Linked DNA regions of Mus musculus: region 1 is linked to region 2. Evidence: chromatin contacts called from public HiChIP or PLAC-seq data. All regions are on one chromosome and are shown on one strand. The core of a region is the stretch at or near the end of the contact, and the rest is flanking DNA. Distances in the headings are between cores, read along the strand shown. Region 1 overlaps Prep (prolyl endopeptidase). Region 2 overlaps Prdm1 (PR domain containing 1, with ZNF domain).

Evidence for each region. HiChIP or PLAC-seq counts read pairs in DNA pulled down with a chosen protein or histone mark.
Region 1: an H3K27ac HiChIP or PLAC-seq map of SST interneurons shows a contact between it and region 2, with 9 times the contacts expected there. The contact joins two enhancer-like sites. A contact is called at or near these places in 10 of 115 datasets of contacts at active chromatin or transcription factors (SST interneurons, bone marrow-derived macrophages, embryonic stem cells and 1 more) and 2 of 9 other capture datasets (adipose tissue and embryonic stem cells).

Annotation. Positions count from the first base shown.
Region 1 is chr10:45,082,223-45,087,885 of GRCm38.p6, reverse strand. All of the region lies in intron 2 of Prep (prolyl endopeptidase), which reads right to left. Among named protein-coding and RNA genes, the nearest start is that of Prep, 18 kb to the right of the region's middle. Within about 2 kb of position 2,430, at least 31 of the 459 cell types and tissues checked have an H3K27ac peak or open chromatin away from gene starts, as enhancers often do. A contact at or near this core is called in SST interneurons, where this site is marked.
Region 2 is chr10:44,442,295-44,448,178 of GRCm38.p6, reverse strand. Prdm1 (PR domain containing 1, with ZNF domain) reads left to right here. Exons shown (of 7, transcript NM_007548.4): 4 at 1,135-1,387. Among named protein-coding and RNA genes, the nearest start is that of Prdm1, 14 kb to the left of the region's middle. Within about 2 kb of position 3,523, at least 28 of the 459 cell types and tissues checked have an H3K27ac peak or open chromatin away from gene starts, as enhancers often do. A contact at or near this core is called in SST interneurons, where this site is marked.

The DNA of each region.
Region 1 (5,663 bases), core at 1,181-3,680, 640 kb before region 2:
AAGTCACCTGATAAAGTGACAAAGTGACACACAGTGGATACGGAGATGACAGAGAAGGAATAGGTGGTCCGAGTCACCTGTGAGACTGTCCGCCATCCATATGGCTTTCTGCAAGGTCTAGCATGTACTAGCACACATCTTGCCATTGTGAAGGCACAGGTCACATGACCGAGGCAAACTTTTTGCCACCACGGGATACACATTCTACTGGGGACAGATGCAAAACAAACCCTAGAGCTGTGCAGTCTGCAGCTCTAAGAACACACAGAGGCCATTCACAAAGCGAGGCTACTATCAAAGGAGCAGCCACAGAGCTGCTGGCTACTAGCTAGTTTAGTCTGTATAAGACAAGGGCTGAAACTGAAAATGTAGAAAGCTCTACCACGATCTGACACTGCTATGATGTCCTTCTCATATATTGCAACTAAACCAACGCTGGTTTGGAAATGTACAAACAAGGCAATTGTCACAGAACTCGAAGACAAAGAAGGCATTTACTGACTCAAGTGGCCAAGCATGGAAGAAGGTCTTGCTGAAGGAGAGAAATGTCCTCAGTGGAGGTCCGGAAGCTGGGGAGGGGCCAGGCAACGTAGGGCATAGATGTAGGCAACAGAAGAGCTTGTCAGGTACAGGGAAGAGAAGGTCAACAGGCTGAGAATGAGCAGGAGATGAGGCACCAACTGCAGATACAGGGCCGGGTGCCCAGGAAGCGAATACAAAGGTTCACAGGAAATGTTATCATTTTTAAAGCTCACCCTTGGGTAGAGAACACACCATGGTATGCAAAAGTGGAGAAAGAGCCACTCAGGCAACCAAGGCAGTGGCCCAGGTTAGACACAAAGCCAAGCAGAACAGCTGGACTCTGAGGAATGGAAGCAGGCATGGCTCGGGAGTGGACATAGAGAATGGGCACAGTGCACATCAGTCTGCAGTGCTGATGGCAATGTTCTGGAGGGTCTTGCCAAGATAATCTAAGAAAGAAAACCTAAGTGGGGCTCCCAGCAAGCTGAGGGTCCCGGCTGGTGCCTGCTTCCACCAGGGGGCGCTTCTTTCTGCACATCCCAGTGTCAGGCTGCAGGGAGTTGAGAGCTGTGGCTGCCCAACAGACTGCTGGGCTCAGTTCTTTAGCTTCCTCTGCTTCTCTGACCTGTCCTGCACCCTCGGCCATAAGGACCACAGCAGACGCACCCCACTGTGAAATACTCTGGCTTTCCCCCATATAAAAGTGTCACACAAGTGTTACCTGAGGCTAGGCAGAATCATGCAACAGGGAATTTTAAGTAACTCCAGTCTTGTCATCTGTTACATTTGTCACAAAGGCTAGTCCACTAATGTAAGTAGAGTGATGTTTAAAAACTGAAGTCGTCCACATCAAACGCTGAGATGCAGAACCGAACAGTGTCCAAATGTTAACGCTGCCATGCCTCTTCTTCAAGTCAGGGAAAGCCGTTTCATGGGGCCAGTGAAGGGCTCTGTGAACGCTTCCCTGGGATGCCCTTGGCTATCTTAATTACACATACTAACTAGGTGGTACAAATATAATAGTTCTGGCTTCTTGACCTAAAGATAGAAACCTATTTGGGGGAAGAGAAGCCAGGGGTAAGGATACGGGGAGGAAAACAGTAACTCTACAAGGGCCATAGGGAGACGTGACTGGGTAAAGGGAGTTCAAATTCTGTGCCTCTCAAGGAGCGTTTAAGTCAGCGAGACAGAGACAGAGACAGCAGGCCGGGTAGAGAACAGGCAGGTGGGTCTCTGAACCTTAGTCTGCAGATCAATACAGTAAACACATCGTTCTCCTCAAAGTCAGGACAGTCTCTGCACATCTTACTTGCTTTGTTATTACAATATTTAAAAACAGAGCTGAGAGAGGCTAGGGACAGTGGCACACCTGTAATGACAGTCCATGGGAAGCAGAGGTGGACATCACGGTTCCAGAGCTCTGCCACACACATTGTGACTACAGTTAATACTACGCCGGGCTCATACACCCTCGTTTGTGGTACGGCCTGGGACACGCATTCTTAACACAGCTGAAAAATAAGAGCACACCTTCCTGGATAAGAGTGGCTGTGTTCGGGGGCTGAAGAGTCTACTACCATCCATGCCTTCAAAAGGAGTGTTTCTAGTTGTCACCGACACACCATACTGTCATACACAAAACAATCAAGACCGATGAGGAAAGAGCCAGGCAGAGACAAACAGCTCTCCATCTCACATAGACAGAACCTAGAGTGACAAGGAGTAGGACAGAAGTTATCTGGAGTCAGATGTCAGGGTAGCTGGTGGTGAGATTCTGGGAAATACTAGTCAAAGGAAACAACAGTTAGGAGGGAGAACTTCTGGTGACTGGATATGATGACAATTCTGTATACCTCAACACTGCTTAGAGCAGATTTTATGAGTTCTCACCACAAAGACAGGAAGTATGTGAGGGCACGTATTACATAGCTTGGTGCAGGCATCTCACAATGTTTAAACATGAGAATAGAATGACAACTATAAATGCAAGTGATTTTTACTCATCAACTAAAAACACACACACACTTTGGGAGCAGATGCAGATCCAATTACTGACTGCCTTATGAATACATGTATTCTGCCTTTCTAACATGGGGTATAAATAAAAATGCAGTGCACTAAAATAAGGCATACTCAAAGTCTACGATTCTCGTATCAGTGAATAAACATGATACCCACAGTGACTCTGTAGCTAATCGACATAACATGATATGTATGCAACAGAGAGATGAATCAGGGACAGGACACGCTACGGAAGAGCAAGGGAAGGAGGAGCCAACTAACTCCAGGACAGCGGAGTAGGCACTGCGGTGTGGCCTGCAGGCTGCTGAGTGACCAGTGGGTACAGGGGCAGGTCTTTCATAGAAAGATTAGTCCTGTCTTTCAAACACCACCACCAAGTATGGATAATGTTTTACAGGCCACAGACTAGAGCAATTCCTGCTGTATACAGGAACAAATGGCCGTCCACACCGTCACCTGGACTCGATGAATCAGGGGCCAAAAGAATTTGGAGAAAACAACTGCATGTGCATAAGCTACTCCCTCCCTTGTCACCAGGCCCTAAACAAGACAACCAATATTTACAGCGTTCTGTCTTAGGCCTTGTTAGTGATCTGAAGTCACCGGGAGCCTGGGTATTTGAAGACACTGGTGTTCCAGGAGGTCTTGCTTTCAATCCCCTGCAGACACTCAGTAATTAAGATAATTAGCACATAAATCAGCTGCTGGAGGAAGTGGCTGGTGTCCAGCAGAGCCTGGCAGGAAGCTTCAGTCCAGCCAGAGTGCAGAGCTGAGAGTCCAGGAAGCCTTGGGGATGCTTACCTGGACCCCTCTACTCTGTCAGAGCCCAGCAGCTCCTCTCCCAAGACAGGCAGCGAGATTCACAGGCCAGGGGTGGCAGTGCTCCCTCCCAAGGCCAGAGGACTCAGGACCTGGGGTGGGGGCGGGGTGGGGGGCAGCCACAGAAGCCCACAAGCAGGGCAAGTCAAACAGAGAGGTGAAGCTACTTTTCAGAAAACACATCTCAAACTGAAGCCAGAGGGCCTCCACCGCGAGAAGCCGAGAAGCCAAGCTTGTTCAGCTGTAGCAGTGACTGCTGCCACGGTCCTCAACTCCATTAGGTGCCTTCCCTCCCCTCTGGACCCACAGGCCTCTCACCCCTGGAAGTAGCTGACTGAAGCCAGGCCCCAAAGCCTTTGACCCGCTAACACGACAGCCCCAGAGTGGACATCTGTCTCCTCTCCAGGGCCACCTGCTCTCAGACTAGGAGGCCCATGGTCAGCAGGCCAAGCGGGGCCTCATAGGAACACATTCAAGTCTCCCTCCCAAGTTCTGCTTGTCATTCCCTGAATGAGTGTATCAGCTTGCTTTGCAATCAAGGGAAAGAGAAACCCTTGTTTGACTATAGAGTCAGGCCTTATTCTTAGTACTGTTCATTGCCTACTCAAAGCTAAAATTTTAATTCATTACCTGGCCAAAAAAGTCTGGTACTGAAATTTAAAATTCAACCCTAAATATCTTAACTATTTAAAAAAATGAAACAGAAGACACATCCTCTCTTGAATAACTAATGTATCACTAAGCGAATTTAAAATACAGTAAGTATATTGGAAAGTAAAGGCATGGAGCAGGAAAGATGGCTCCGTGCAGTGACTCCTGAGCAAGCTGGGGGACCTGGGCTGGGAATCAGGACGGCTGCCTGCAGCAGACTGAGTAAGGGACCATCTCAAAAGACATGTGACAACTGCAGGCTTCCACATTCCTGTGCATGCAACCTGCCTGGAAGCATCTGTTCATTCATATTCTCTCTCGCTCGCTCCCTCCCTCCCTCCCTCCCTCTGTCCCTCTCTCTCTCTCTCTCTCTCTCTCTCTCACACACACACACACACACACACAGACACACACACACACACACAGAGTTCATGAGATGTGGTCAGAAAGAAATGAGAGAGAGAGGGACTATTATAAAGTGCATGAGATGTAGACAGAAAAAAAAATGTGTATGTGTGTACCTGTGTGTATGTGTGTGTGAGTGTATGTGTGGATGTGAAAGTTTGTAAGACTTGGCCAAATTAGGGGGCTGGTGAGATGGCTCAGTGGTTAAGAGCACCGACTGCTTTTCCAAAGGTCCTGAGTTCAAATCCCAGCAACCACATGGTGGCTAACAACCATCCGTAAAAAAAATCTGATGCCCTCTTCTGGAGTGTCTGAAGACAGCTACAGTGTACACACATTAAATAAGTAAATAAATAAATAAATCTAAAAAAAAAAAAAAAAGACTTGACCAAAAAAAGATTGTGTGTCATATATGTATATGTGTATATGTATGGGGGGGATTATAAATTAAAGTTCATGGGACTTGACCACTGGGCAGTTCTTTTAACGAATGCCTGACCCCTGCTGGCCAACCAGAATGTCTATTCCTCAGATGCAGGGTCAGTGTGAAATGCACACTGGGGAAAGGAAGTCTCACCCACATGACTCTCACAGGCAGCGGCAGAGCCCACTTGATCTAGTTAGTCCACAGTATTTAAATTAAGGGCTGCATGGGGCTGGGCTTGAGACTTAGTACATAGCTGGGCATGCAGAGCTCTCCCTGTGCCTAAGTAAGAAGGAGAATCTGGTTCAACTGGGCACTCAGTGATCACACAAATGGCTGCTGGAAAGCAGGGGTCAATCCTGCCCCATGAGATCTTATCATCTGCAACTGCTCACTCTTACTCAAGGCCTAGGGTCCCAACACTGGTGCCTCAGTGCCACCCGCCTTACAGCGACAGCCTCTACGCTGTGCAGTCTGCCCTCGACATTCTTCTCTAAAACTGCTCATTTTAATGGCAGTTTCCCACCAATTCTTGTCTACAAAACCAGGCAGGCAATAAGATGCTTTCTTGATATCGGAGGTAAACACTGGTCGACAGACTACCTGGTCTTAGGAGACAGCAGTCTGTAAGGAATGTGATGCATAAAGAACAAGACCTATCTTTCCCAACCATATAGGAGCCAGCTGGAAACCACGAAAACGGCCTAATGGACAAAGAGCCAGGTTCCCAGGAACACTGTACACACAAACTCCTAGATCAGGCTGATCCCAATACGTGCACAAGCACACACACACACCCCTGAACTCCCAGAAGGCCACT
Region 2 (5,884 bases), core at 2,274-4,773:
GTGACTAAGAATACAGCAAATAGCCCTGTAGAGCAAACTCCCTGAGGTGAGCATGGAAGCGCCGTACCTCTTGGAGACTGTCTTGTGTGTAAAGAGGGCTCTCTGCTCTGAAGGAAGGCGGTGGTTCTTCAAGGAGAGGAGCTTTTCTGGAGAGGATGAGGAGTGAGTCTTTGACCCCTTGGTTTCAGTAGGAGTGTATTTCTCCCCTGCTCTTAACTATGCCTTTAACCAAGCACTCTGAGTACAGCTGTGAGTCAGAGGTAGCATTGCTGAAGAAGAACCATATATTTTCTTTCTCTTCTTTTTCCAAAAGGCCAAACTCGTGGCTCTTGTGTGTGTAGACCGTGTATGCCAGCCTCCTCACAGATATGGGCAAATCTCTCTACTCCTTTTCAAGAGAGAGGCACAGGGTGGCCGCCTGTGTTTACCAAGAGGAAAAGTTACTTCTCGATAGGCTGTCAAACTTTGGCCTCCGTGCCAGTGCCTCACTCTGTTATGGCAGGTGAAGTTCACCTTTGCCCCACCCAGTGTTTCCACAAAAAGGCAGGGTTCCAAGTATTCATCTGAACAAGTGTTACTGTGGGACTCAGGGTTGGGGGTGGAGGATGTTTGCAGAGCCTAAGCCCCGGGCGGGCGGAGGTGTAGGAAACACAAGTACAGAGGCCATAGAAAAAAGGTGAGACTCAGTTTGACGCAGTCCTCTCGGCTGCTGTGCCCAGTGACTCAAAGCACTAGAAGTCAGCAGAGTTGGAACTCTGGGCTGAGCAGAGTCGCCTGATCGATATTCGCTACTGTAGCAAGAGTACCTCTTTATGGTAGTTTCACCCACTCTCGGCTGTTGTTAATTGGAATATTATTATTATTATTATTATTATTTTGCTATCCACTGCCCTCCCCAACATGAGAAGACCATAAAATTGAAATGGAAAGGTAACTAGCACAATGTGCCCTGTTTCCTCCCCCATTTCTGCTGATTCAGCGTGAGTCCCACCGGATCAGCAATGAGGCCTGGAGTCATGGGTACAGCGTTGGTTGCTCGCCTGTGTTCCTTCTGAGCCATTCAGGGAAGCTTCCCGGTCGCTTTGGGCTGGCCGGCTGTCTTTCACACTGCATCTATCCTCTCCTTTTGAACAGATCTATTCCAGAGAGGAGTTCCACCACTTCATTGATGGCTTTAATGAGGAGAAAAGCAACTGGATGCGCTACGTGAATCCAGCTCACTCTGCCCGGGAGCAAAACCTGGCTGCCTGTCAGAACGGGATGAACATCTACTTCTACACTATTAAGCCTATCCCTGCCAACCAGGAACTTCTTGTGTGGTATTGTCGGGACTTTGCGGAGAGGCTCCACTACCCTTATCCTGGAGAGCTCACAGTGATAAATCTCAGTAAGTGGATTACAGAACAAAAAAAAAAAAAAAAAATTAAAAATGCTAGTAATGTCAGTTCTGCCCCTGTGAGCTAATAACATGTTGTCTAATTATACGGCTTCGTCATGTGTTGGACTAAGTAGGTGGCTTTAGCTAAGACGAGGAAGAGGAAAAACATTCTTTAATGTCCCTACTTCTTATTATAAAACATAATCATCAAAGATATACATATTACATATATTGTATAAAATAACCAGTACAGAATGTTGTTTTCGGAAAGTTGCAGGAAGAAGTATATTTCCGATTCTAATTTATGCAAGCGGCTGTAGGCACAATCCCAATGGGTATGGACCTGTGGAACAGGCCAGCTGCAGTCCCTTCCTGCTGTGCTGGGTCAGAGCTTTGAGTTTTCACTGAAATCTTGTGAAGATACGTGTGCCTGTAAAGCCATGATCTAATGTGGAAAGCTGTTTTCTAGAAAAAAAAAAAAAAACTGTCATAATTGTTCAAGTAGTCTAAGTGAATAACCCTAAGAGATGTCATATCTGAGCTTCCTTCCTTATGGTAAAGGGGACTGATCTCATCTTTCAATCAGGCTTACGGTAACCGCCTATCTCTTTATCTTGACAAATTCTTGCTTCCTTGGGTTTATAAGCTTTTACTTTTTCTTTTCTTCTTTTTAAATTTTGGCTAAAGTTACTGTCATGCCCTCTAGCAAGCTTTCCCTCTTCAGTCAGTCTCAGGTAGCTTTAGGAACAATTTAAGAATAAAAAAAAAAAAATTCTAACTTCTATTTTAACTCAGGGTGTGTGTTCTGGGTTATACTGCCGAATCTTACAGCACTTTTTCAAATGACCATCTTCCCATGAAAGCTAAATGTTGAAGGTTTAAAAGTTTTCATTTTAATAGTCTCTGAAATTTGAGTAAACATTTCCAGAAATCTATAGAGAGTTCCAAGCTAGACTTTACCCAGTTTCTACTCTTCAGTCTCATTTGCTTTCCCTGGAGACTAAATGTAGTTCATATTTTACCACTGAAGCACTAGAAATATTAATTTTAGTATTTTAACTTTTAAGACCAAGGACAGTGTCTCGCTAGCCATGTTCATTCTACAATGCTTGTGCTCTCAGGAATTTTCAGTTTTCTGAAAATCTTAGCTTCAGTACCTTTCCTGTAGGCTCACAATATAGTGTTTGTGCCCGGGCCCTCAGCTCAGCAACGTACACCCTTGAGCTAAGCATGGTGGGTAGGTACCTGCCCAATAGCAGCAAGCCCTCTCCTCGTGTTTGGGTTTGCTTTGGGTGTTTGTTTGTTTGTTTGTTTGTTTATGGACAAGGTCTCGTGCTGCTTAGGTTCAGTTCAGACTTGATGTAGTCAGGGAAAGCCTTGAGCCACTGTCACCTCCAAAATGCTAGGATCACAGGCCTGTGCCCTCCCCCCACCCCTGCCTCCCACCATCCCCCCAATGCCTGTTCCGAGTGTTTACTCTTTGTGTCCAGAAGTAAGTTTCATTATGCTATGAAATGACAGCTTTGCTCTTCAGACACCCCCCCCCTTTTGACTGATGCAGGAGTCTTCTGAGGGTCACAGGAACACCTCCTTTGTCTGACATTCCTAGGACAGAAAGAGAGTTAACCATTCAGCTGCCGTGCAAGGCTCTTGCTCCTGATTGTGAAACCTGTTGGCCCAGGTGTGGCCACTGATGACTGACACTCTGATCAGGAAAATTTCCAGCATTTCATCAGGCCTAATAGGCAGATCGAGTGTCCAAGATGGGCTGTGCTAGATTTCCAGGCTTAAAGCACAATAGAGGTCTGTCCAGAATCTCCGTAAGGACTTCCATCATGGGGTGCAGGGGATGGAAACCTAATGAAAGAATGTAAGTCCCCAGAAATCACAAACTGACAGGAAAGAGAAGGGAGAGAGGAATGTGGAAAAGAACTGTTAAATTTAGCTCCTGGCCCTCCCAACCTTTTTGGTAATTTTTTTTTCTATCTATCTAACTAACCCATCTAGAAATCAGTTGACCAAATTATAGACTTCTGAATGTTAATCTGCTTTCTCGGTTTCAGTTGAAAACAGACTTTGTTTTGCCTACTGCAGAACTTCTAGGTTCTTTCTTGTAGTCTTAGGGGTGCTTATTATAGATCGAAAATGTGAGTCGGCATAATTAAGCCATTCAGAACCTTCCAAAGCAGCTCACTCTTGAAATGACTCTGTCCGCCTACAGCCATTTAAGATTTAAGAACAAAAACAGATCTTGATTTTCTTTTTCATGTTAACTCAAGCTGCTAAGTGGGAGAGTTAGAAATGATATCAGCTCCTGTGATTAGTCAGCTGCTGAAGGATGAGTTTTTAAAAATGTACCTTCATATACAGTCTATAATTTCCAGCTGTAAAGTATTTTAGAGACTGACATTTTGCTGCGGATATTCCTTCAGGATAAGTTCTCAGCCTGGTTGTTTGTTTGTTTGTTTGTTTGTTTTCTGAAGACAGAGCCACCAAACGCTAAATTATGCATGTCACGGAGAAAATGAAAAGCTCTGACTTCATTGTTTCTTGGTTCAGTCATTAGCTTCACAGTAGTTCAGTAACTAAAGTGCTTAGCAAGAAGAGAGCCGATTAAACCTGTGCTCTACACTGGAAGAAAGCCCAATTCTTTATACTTAACAGCTTTCATTTGTTAAGTTTCCACTGTGGGACTACTACAAAAACATTATGAGTCTTTGATGTGATTTGCCACATTAAAAAAATGGCACAGACAGGGGTGTGGTGGCACACACCCTCAATCCCAGTGATCGAGAGGCAGACGCTGGTGGATCTCTTTATTCTTGGCCAGTCCAATCTATATAACAAGTTCCAGACCTACTGAGACTGCACAATAAGTCTTCCCCCAGAACCCCCATCAAAAAAAGAGCAGAGTTAGGAAGGCCGTACACAAGCAGGCTTGCACACTCTCACGCGCTCGCTCTCGCGCGCCCACACACACACATACATAGGCATACGCACATGCGCACACAACTTCTTTTCTCTTAACCTGAGGGTGCTTCTAAAATCATTATCTTTTTGTCTTACCTCCAGTAAATCCCTTCCTGTGACTGTGGGATGCCTCGCCTGTCAGCCTTCCAGCTTAACCTGTCTCTCTCTTCCTTTACCATTTTAGCTTTAAAAAACAAAAGTGACAATTTGAACTTCCTGCCTGCTGGGCCTCACCCGAAGGACTGATATTGGGCTGATAAGGGGATATTTATTTTGGTTGAGAGGCTTGAGAAATTGCTCTCCCCCAGAAAGCTTTCTGTCACTGACCCCATCAACATCTCCCCTGATAGTGTTGTCCACGGTGTTTATTCTGGGGCTCTGGCTTACCCAGGAGTAACTGATAACAGCCAGCAGGAGATAACGTCCTGTAAAGCGCTTTCCGACTGGCATCAAATCCCTCCAGCCTGTCAGCCTGGAGAATGGATCTGAAAGCTTTAGTTCTGGGCTTCCACAGAGTTCATCTTCAGACCTATCAGGTAGCAAGCTTGGAGTTCCTTCTCAGTTAAGCCCAAAAGGGCTGTTTTATAAGAGCACAAAGGATACTTCTTTACATTGTCTTAAGTGTCATTCCAAACCTGCCAGATCTTGGAGGTCAAGAATCTTGTTTCTACTCCGAGCATGTGCACCCCCCAACTAATGATGCTCTCAGCATCCTGGGGAGAAGTGCCTGTTTGAATGAGCATCCCAGAAACACAACTCAGCCTGTGCATCGGATGTGTTTTATCTTTGGCCCAGGAAAGCTGAGCTGAGGCTTTTCCTGCGAAATAGGGCTACATAACTATGGACAGTTTAGGACAGTATTCTCCTTGTCTGAGCTTGACCAGGGCATATATGCTGTCTCTAGGAGTAAATGTTTGTCTCTTAGCTGCCTCTGTCTTCTTTGGTGCTGTAAGTAATTGAACTAGCTTGGGAAGTACCTGTCGTGGTTTGGCAGAGGTGACTGTCACACCTCATGATTCCAGGAGACAGCCCAGATGGTAGTCTGGTTAGACCAGAACCTTGGTGAAATGCTCGCACTGCCGAGCAATGGCTAGAAGGGGCAGCCGCCATGCCCTTCTAGTTGATACAGGCAATTCGAACAGGGCTCATGAAGTTCCTATGTAAAGAGAATCGAGTTGGAAATTGATGACAGTTCATTACTTAAAACTAGTCTTAATCTTTCATCTAAGTTTGCACAGCATTCTGATTTCCTCTAGGTAAACTGCGAATGACTTATTAACCCGTGACAACCCCCCACCCTGTATTTTTTCCACCCCATCTTAGTGAACGCTCTGCCCGTTCCAGTTTGAACAGCACTTTTCTATCCTAGTTCTCACTAATGGAAAGGAGATCATCCAAGGGGCACTGGGCTCTATGGAGGCTGGCATTGTCCCAGGGTTTGATGTTATTCCCGATCCCCCCCCCCCCGCCCCCCGGAGGAAGTGGAGCAGTGTTTCTGAGTGGGTGGCCCAGAGCCCTCCCTCCGGAGTGAGAGGC